Linked DNA regions of Macaca mulatta: regions 1 and 2 are each linked to region 3. Evidence: chromatin contacts called from public Hi-C data. All regions are on one chromosome and are shown on one strand. Each heading gives the region's core, a stretch centred on a gene start, on an enhancer-like site or on the middle of the called end of the contact. The rest is flanking DNA. Distances are from core to core; before and after follow the strand shown.

Evidence for each region. A called contact is a pair of places that touch in the nucleus more often than the background predicts.
Region 1: a Hi-C map of fetal cortical plate shows a contact between it and region 3, with 2.9 times the contacts expected there. The contact joins the promoter of DCAF8 here to the promoter of IGSF8 in region 3. A contact is called at or near these places in 3 of 14 Hi-C or Micro-C datasets (fetal cortex germinal zone, fetal cortical plate and liver).
Region 2: a contact with region 3 is called in a Hi-C map of fetal cortex germinal zone, with 2.4 times the contacts expected there. The contact joins the promoter of PEX19 here to the promoter of IGSF8 in region 3. A contact is called at or near these places in 5 of 14 Hi-C or Micro-C datasets (CD4 T cells, cortical neurons, fetal cortex germinal zone and 2 more).

The regions. Positions count from the first base shown.
Region 1 is chr1:106,624,243-106,626,942 of T2T-MMU8v2.0, forward strand. It overlaps DCAF8 (DDB1 and CUL4 associated factor 8), which reads left to right and starts at 1,259. Exons shown (of 13, transcript XM_077940826.1): 1 at 1,259-1,359; 2 at 2,402-2,517. It overlaps LOC144330274 (a long non-coding RNA gene), which reads right to left and starts at 2,057. Exons shown (of 2, transcript XR_013396302.1): 1 at 1,884-2,057; 2 at 1,014-1,407.
Region 2 is chr1:106,602,354-106,605,053 of T2T-MMU8v2.0, forward strand. PEX19 (peroxisomal biogenesis factor 19) reads left to right here and starts at 1,321. Exons shown (of 8, transcript XM_077941069.1): 1 at 1,321-1,407. The coding sequence starts at 1,338. It overlaps LOC114670148 (a long non-coding RNA gene), which reads right to left and starts at 2,097. Exons shown (of 3, transcript XR_003719637.2): 1 at 1,607-2,097; 2 at 121-165.
Region 3 is chr1:106,786,237-106,789,002 of T2T-MMU8v2.0, forward strand. It overlaps IGSF8 (immunoglobulin superfamily member 8), which reads left to right and starts at 1,435. Exons shown (of 7, transcript XM_077940637.1): 1 at 1,435-1,690. It also overlaps a transcript of ATP1A2 not described here.

The sequences.
Region 1 (2,700 bases), core at 9-2,508, 160 kb before region 3:
AGTGCGGGAGGAGATGAATCAGATAAATAGGCAGGTGCTAGATCAGATCATGTAGGGCCCTTCTTAGAGGCAACTGATTTTTTGATGGCCTCTAAGGCTATCATACTTTTGACTTTTATTATGTGATGGGAAGCTACTGGAGGTTTTGAACAAGGTGGGGACTGGGGAAATAATACGACCTTACTTTTTTTTTGAGATGGAGTCTCATTCCATCACCCAGGCTGGAGTGCAGTGGTGCGATCTCAGCTCACTGCAACCTCCACCTCCGGGTTCAAGCGATTCTCCTGCCTCAGCCTCCCAAGTAGCTGGGATTGCAGGCACGCTCCACCACGCCGGGTAATTTTTTTTTTTTTTTTTTGTAATTTTAGTAGAGACGGGTTTCACCATGTTGGCCTGGTTTTGAGCTCCTGACCTCAAGTGATCCGCATCCGCCCACATCCGCCTCCCAAAGTGCTGGGATTACAGGCATAAGCCACCGCGCCCGGCCAGACCTTACATTTAAAAAAATCACTCTGGCTGCCTTATGTTTAATTGCAATGGCAATAATGGAAGTAGACAAACGAGGTAAGTTTCTATTGCGGTAGTCTTAAGTAATATATAATGACTTGGACTAGGAGAGTAGCGGTAGGGGAGGTGAGAAAGGGTCAGATTTTTGCACCCTGGCCTTCTGGTTGGAAAAAAAAAAATTCCCCAGCTTGGCAGCTGGGATTAATCCTCTGCACGGTTCCTGTAGGCGTCATAACGAAACAGGGTACAACAGTCACCCCATATCACCCGATATGGGAACTTTTACCACACCACCCCTCTTCAGAAAAGAGCCTCTGGAATAGCTACACCTCAAGCTACTGAGCCCCTTCTTTAAGAATACGTAAATGGAGACTCTGAGGGGAAAATGGGCCTCGATAGTATAGAAACCACTTAAGGAAACGAAGTCCTGAAAGGAAACGGGTATTTTCAGAAAAATCCTTGTGGCAATCATTGCTCGTTCCCAGTATTCAAAAACGGCAAAATTGGCCATCATCCAGGAGGTAGCCTGGCAATTTAGTTTATTTCTATCACAACTCTGGGAAGCCCCTAACTCGCATTTGTTTTGAGTATCACAAGAAAAGCAAGCCCAAAGAAACTACAAAAACAACTTTGCCTCTTCGGTAATGCGCACGCGCCCCTCCCTCTGTTTTCCGTTGGTCTTAAGCCCCGCCCCTTGTGCGTCCTTCGAGGAGGGTTGCGAGCCGTGAGCTCGCGCGACCACTCTTCCCTCAGTCTTCTCGAGCACATCGTCGCAAACGGGGCCGGAAAGCGTGGCAGCGCAGGCGCAAGCGCAGAGAGCGGAGGCGGTGGTGGTGGCGGCCGCTGGCCAGTGTAAGATGGCGGCGGCGTTGGTGGTGGCAGTGGACGGGGCGGCTGGGCCTGGAACAGTCGGAGCAGCCGCTAGCAGAAGGATGACCCAAGACGGGAAGCGGGCTGCTGAGCCTCGCCGATTCCCGTGCTTGTAACTGCCCCAGCCGGACACCCCCCCCCTTGACCTTACCCGGTCTGTGTCTCGTTCCGGCTCGGCCTGCCCCCTCTCCGCTCCCCAGCCGGTTTCCCTTAAGGATGGGCCTGACCCCTTTCCCAAGCTCTTAGCGCTCAGGTCTTTTCCTTCCGCCGACCCGAAGTCATCGCCGGGAATACTGGTTGTCCTTTCCTCAGGTCAGCCCTGGGGTTGCCCCCAAGAGCCAGCCCCACAGTTCACAGGGACGCCTTGCTTCGTTGGGTGACCCATTTGTGCGCTCCTATTTCTCCCCTTAGATTGAGGGACATGGCTCGCCCTGCGTCTCCCCCTCACCTCAGGGCCACCGCGCAATGGGTCCCCCTCCCCCATCCCAAGTTCCCAGGCCCAGCACTTTGTACGGAAGGCGGAGGTCCAAGAATCCCGGAGTCGGTTGTTGCCTTGTGGTCTTGTACCCTTTGTGTTATAATTCTCTTAGTTTACCTCCTCTAACTCCCAAATCTTTTAGGATATCTTAGAACGGTCCCATTTGGTCCCTGTTAGTTGGAAAGCATCTGGTGGCTTGAATTTCTGACTCATGATTGTTACTGGAGTCTCTGTAAACAAACCGGCACTAGCGCTATCACATTCTCTCCGGGATTTCCCCCTCTGCTCTGTGGCTTCTTGTTGAGAGGTTGTTTGGTTATGGTTTAGCGTTAAAAAGATTCAGGTTATCCTTTTAAATGACTTTACGTTTTAGTGGAGCTGGGAGATTACTTGCCTGGCTTCTAATCTTCATGTTGGTTCATTTTATTTCCATATGCGTGTGGGTTATTCAGTAATTAGAATTAGATAAATTATTCTGCTTTTAAATAGTTTTGAGAAGGCCTAAACATACTGAAGTGTATTCATAAATATTTTTATTATGTTCAGTAGAAGACACACCTTTGCCATGTAAATTTTAACTTTTCTCAGTCCTTCAGTGAATCGACAGACCTATTTTCTCAGGAGCTCAACCTGGCCTTACTTCAGTGATAAAAGGAGGAAAGGTGAGTGGGAGTTGGAGGCATTAAAATTCTTGAGTTCAAGACAGACTACCCTGATGCTCAACTGCTGACCACTACAGTCATAAAATTCCTACCAGTTTCCCAAAGAGTTTGGGTGTTGTTCTTGGCTTTGTTCCAGCTCTGGTTGAATTACTTTTACAAGTTTAATTGTCTGTGGGCTTCTTG
Region 2 (2,700 bases), core at 71-2,570, 180 kb before region 3:
AAGACCTAAATAATAGGTGCTCTCCAAGTGCTAAAACAGATCTGTATGTGAAACAGTTGCTACATTCTTACAGATCTGAATAGAACAATTCCAAAGGAGGAAAGGGACGTCTAGAGTTACCTCTATCTGAGCATCCCCGGTGTTCACTCAGTTGGAGGTTGGGTTCTGTGTGGAGAAAAGGAGATTGGTCAGGGAAAGCAAGTCTATTACTAACTACTACATTCTAATTGCCCTGCTCAGTCCAAGGTCCCAGATGCTCTCTTTCTAACATTGAGTTCTAAGTTCCTGGCCCTGTGTCCTTTAATCAAACAGTTCTAATAGAGAATAGGAAATGAGAGATGCCACTAGATTGGGCAGACAGATGTGCCTGATTAGGGACTGCAAGAGCAAAGAGTGGCCAATGAGTGCCTACTAAGTTTTAAACCCTAGCCTAGGAGTTGGGCTTTACAGCAGCGAAGACAACAGACGAAAATCTTCGCCTTCATAGTGTTTAAATTCTGCACGGTGGGAAGCGGAGAATAAACAAGCACGGTAGATAATATGTCAGATAGTGTTCAGTGTTAAGAAGAAAAGGAATGGCCAAGTAAAGTGTTTCAGAGAAGATAACATTTGAATGAAATAATGAAGTGAAGCCGGGCGCAGTGGCTCACGCCTGTAATCCCAGCACTTTGGGAGGCTGAGGTGGGTGGATCACCTGAGGTCAGTAGTTCGAGACCAGCCTGGCTACCCAGACTGGCCAACAAGGTAAAACCCCGTCTCTACTAAAAATACAAAAATTAGCCGGATGTGGTGGTGCATGCCTGTAATCCCAGCTACACGGGAGGCTGAGGCAGGAGAATCGCTTGAACCCAGGAGGCCAAGGCTGCAGTGAGCCAAGATAGCGCCACTGCATTCCAGCCTAGGCGACAGAGCGAGACTCCGTCTCAACAAAAGAAGTGAGAGAAAGTAGTATGTTATGTACCATAATTGTCATATCAATCATATATGTATAGATTCTGGTTATTTGTAGGCAGTTTGTCTCAATCTAGCCTACTCATAGCTCAGGAAGAAATAATGAAAGAGCTTCGCCAGGTAATTTGGGAAGTTGAAAGGAGTCCGGGCCTCTAAAACCAGGCAGAAAATAACACTATCTTATCCTTAATTCTGTGTTTCACAGGCGAAAGGGGAAAAATACCCAAAACAGAAACTCAAAGCTTCCTGGCCCTTTAAAAATGGCGGTTCCGCACTGGCCAACAATACCATTGGTTGCCCGAGGCAGAAGAGGGCAGGAACGAAGGGGTGGAGGGCGTGGCGGCGCCGAGGGGTCCCGCCTCCTACGGCAAGTCGGAGGTAGCAAGATGGCGGCCGCTGAGGAAGACTGTGGTGTCGGGGCAGAAGCAGACAGGGAATTGGAGGAGCTTCTGGAAAGTAAGAGCCCATAGTGGGAAAGGCCCGAAGAGGGCAGTTGTGAGGACCCATTCCGGGCGTTAAGTGAACCTGAGATATTAGGGACAGGGCGGGAGAGGATCTCCAAAGGTTAAATGGGGGCGGAGAGTCTGACCGCGAGCCCCCCAAAAATCTCTGGGTCATCCTGCCCCACCTCCGCGACTGGAGCTGGGGAACTCACCTGGGGTCCCCCAGTGGTCCAGATTGTGGATGTTTCCGCAGGACGGCGTTTCATGATACCTCTCCAAACTCCTCTTTCTTTAGGTTACTAAGTTCTTAAAGTCCGACTTCAGCAGCAGCAGCAGCAGCATTTGGTTCTTGTTGGGTAGCGAACCACGCACTCACTGATTGCTTACATTAACTCCTAGCAAGCTCGTGGCCCATGCTGCTGCGCCTCGTCCTGCCTTCCTTGACATGAAAGACACTTTTTTCCTCGTAGTCCTTTTCTCTTTCTCTCGTTAGGCCCCTTAACAGTTCTTTCATCTTGTTAGTAGCTCAAGCGGACTCCTTTCCCTTATTTTGAGAAACTGAGGATGTGGCGATTTCAGGGGAAAGCAGTTCACCCTCCTGAAAGACGGTGGATGTTTTCTTAGCATTACTGTCCACTCCCCTGTTGGCTTCCTGCCCAGAGTGGGGCCAGTGCTCTCTCCCTGGGCCTGGCAAGCAGAATGGTGGTGAGGACACAGGCTTTTCAGGGCAGAGGTGAATTTGTAATCTCTTGCTCAATCACAGAGATGTGGGCAGGCAGAAGAATGAACAGAAACGCTGAGGAGTGCCAAGTGACTGTAAATTAGCCTACGGTTATCTGCAAAGATCAGACCAAAAGGAGCTCTAGGAGGTTGTGGGAGAGCACTAAACTGGAGAATAAGAGAAGATAGTTTAATGCCTTACCATGGAATGTAGTATGTGGTCCCTCAGTCTGTGCTGGTACCAGTACCAACAGGAAGCTGGGTGGGATGTCATGTGCCTTCTCACCAAGTTATTCCTTTTAGAGCTCCAGAGTGAGTTCAGAGGGATGAGGACATCTGTGTTCTCTACTCCTGTTGGGTATTTATTTGTATGGGATTTCTAGGGAATCATTAGGTTGTGGCAAGGGAGACACTATAGATGGAGATGTCTCTGCAGAAATTTTTAATCCTCTCCTCCCAGCTCTGAGATGGATACTTGTTCCACCGTCAGGGATTTCTTGCCTTTGCTCACAATAAATTAGGTAATCTGGAAGGAAGTAGGAGGCTCATTGAGGGTGGTCTGGGGAGGTGGGGGCCTCAAGGCGGA
Region 3 (2,766 bases), core at 185-2,684:
TGGAGGGTAGAGGGTGGTAAATGGGCTCTGGGATCACCTCCCACTGACAGCCACTCTGACAGCCTTGGCTTTGCAAACCTGGCCATCTCTTCTCCCCATTTTGGTCTCATCCTTCCTGCCCTTCCCCACTCCCCATCTTTACAGTTCAGGAAGAGACAGAACACCTGGGAAGGGTGCCTCCTCCATTCTCCCACCTCCAGGGCAAGCCCCACTCTTCCCAGAACAATGTTCATCTCTTCCCACTGTCACTGAACATAGACACTCCTTCACCTAAACGCCAGGTCTAAACTAGGTCTAAATTAAGCCTCTTAGGAAGCAGTTCAAATAATAATTCAAAAACTAAAACAAAATAATCCTTCGTTATCTCCCATTTCGTGTTAGTTTCCTGTGCCAAACACTTTATGTACATTACCTATCATCCCCTTTGGGTGGTGTGATCAACCTCAATTCAATTTGCAGAGGAGAAAACTGAAGTTGAAGGAGGTTAAACAACTGGGCTAGGATCACCCAACCCAGAAATGACGTCACATGGACGGCCGCCTCTCCCAATCCATTTTTCTTTTGGTTTTGCCCTCTGAGGGGGTGAAAAACAGGTCTCCAGTGACCTTGTGGATCCTGGAAGCGCCCTTCAGCTCAAACCCTTCGCCTTTAGGAACTCCTGGGTTCTGCCAACCCCTACTTCAACAGGGTTTGCAGCGAGGACTATGGCTCAGAGAAAATAACTGAATTCTAAATGCGTGGCCACAGCCAATCCCAGGGCCCCTGCACCCAATTCTCCAGGAAAGGCTGGCAGGTGCGGGGTGGGGTGCGCTCTGTACGAGGGTGGGTGGGAATTTCGATGCGCCGAGGTGCAATTAGCTCACTCTTGCCGGGGCCTCGGGCGGAGCCAGGGCCAGGGGCGGGGCGAGACCGGGGTCCATGGCGGAGTCAGGTTTGGAGGCTGACGTTAGCCCTGGGGGGACTGGGAAGGGGTGGGGCTTGGGACTGGGGCGGGGCCGGGTCCCGGGGCGGAGCCAAGATTGTAGTCCTACTGTAGTCCTGGTGGGGCGGGGCGAGGGAGGGGCCGGAACTGGGGCTGGGCCGAGACCCGGGGCGGAGCCAGGGCTGGAGTCTTGCGGGACGGGACGGGACGGGGAGGGGCGGGGAGGGGCGGGGAGGGGCGGGGAGGGGCGGGACCGGGGCGGGGCTGGGACTCGGTGCGAAGCAAAGGTGAGTTTCGAGGGTCAGGGCGGGGCCGGAGCCAAGTGCGGAGCGAAGAACTGAGTCTGGCGGGGTGGGGCGGGCCGGGCCAGGGCTGGGTCCGGGGCGGGGCGGGCTTAGACGGGGCGGAGGAAGGGGCGGTGCCGGGGCGGGCTGGGGCTAGAATGGTCTCAGAACTGCCGAGGGCTGGAGGGAAAGCAAGGGGAGGGGCGGGGGGAGGGGCGGAGGGAGGGGATTCGGCAGCTCCAGCTCAGCTCGCTCGGCGCACCCACGCCTCGCTGCCCAGCTTCCTGCCCCCCACCTGGGCATGCGCCCCCCACCCCACCGGTCCCCCAGAACCCGCGCCATCCCCCGGAGCCTCCCCAGAGCTGGCCGCGCAGGATGGGCGCCCTCAGGCCCACGCTGCTGCCGCCGTCGCCGCCGCTGCTGCTGCTGCTGCTAATACTAGGTAAGTCAGGCCCCCGTTCCGGTTCCCGGCCCCGCCGGGCAGGTGCCTGCCACCCAGCACCTCCCGAGCATTTCGGGGCTCCTCACATCCTCCTCCGTCAGGGGTACCTCCAGCCTCCCCGGGGTCGGCGGCCAGCTGCGCTTTGTGGCTGCCCGCCGAGCCAGTCTTGGGAAGAGTGCAGGCTCCCCAGCTCTAAGTCAGGGAGTGGGGCACAGGGAGGACCCACTAAAGTGCTGCCCCAGGCACTGCTTGGCCTCCTGGGGCAGGCCCCACTTCTCAGCTAGCATACCCACGTCCTGGGGTCGCTGCACCAAATGCTGCGACTCCTTTCTGCCCCACACTCAGCTCCAGGCCTGGCCTTGGGTGCCCGCCCTGCGTGGGCAGTGCCTGCCCAGCTTCATAATTGCCCTAGAGTTGGCTGGAGGCCCAGAGGCCAGTTCTGCCCACGATCTTTGAAGTAAGTCTCTCCCAATTGCGCTCCACACACTTCATCAACTGGGGGCAGTTCTCTCTCTCACCCCCATCTCCATCCCAGGTTGGGTCCCTCTTTGCCCTTCTTCCTCTCTCCCAAATGGCACTTGGCTCTGCAGCCACCCATCAGTTTTCACACCCGCTTAGTTCCAGCTTCCTTGCCTCAGGAGAAACCAGGTTCCATGGAGACTGATCCTGGGATCTCAAAGCACCTTGTGCCTGCTGTGGTGGGTGTTCATGGTGGGTTGTTCTGGGCTAATCTTGCATGGATGCCTGGGGGTAATGACAGTGGAATTGTTTTTGGCCTGAACTGGAAGGCTGCCTGTAGGAGGTGGTCTGGGGAAGAGTATGGCGTGGAGAAGTGAAACTGCCAGTACAGATGTTGATGAGGCTGAAGCCCTTGAAATGAGAGTGAAGCGTGGAGGTGGGGATGGTGACTTCAGAGCTGCTGTTGTCAAGGCAGAGGCTGAAGGTAGCCCCAGCTGCCTGTTTCTAGACCAGGGCTCCACAGTGGCACCAAGCAAAGCCTTCCCCTGCTGCAGGTCCCTGGGCCCTGCAGGGCTAGGATGAGTCCTCTCCTTGGTCCCTGGGCAGGTGGCAGGAGGATGTACAGAGAGGAAGGCTCTGTGGGACCTGGGTTGCCTAGC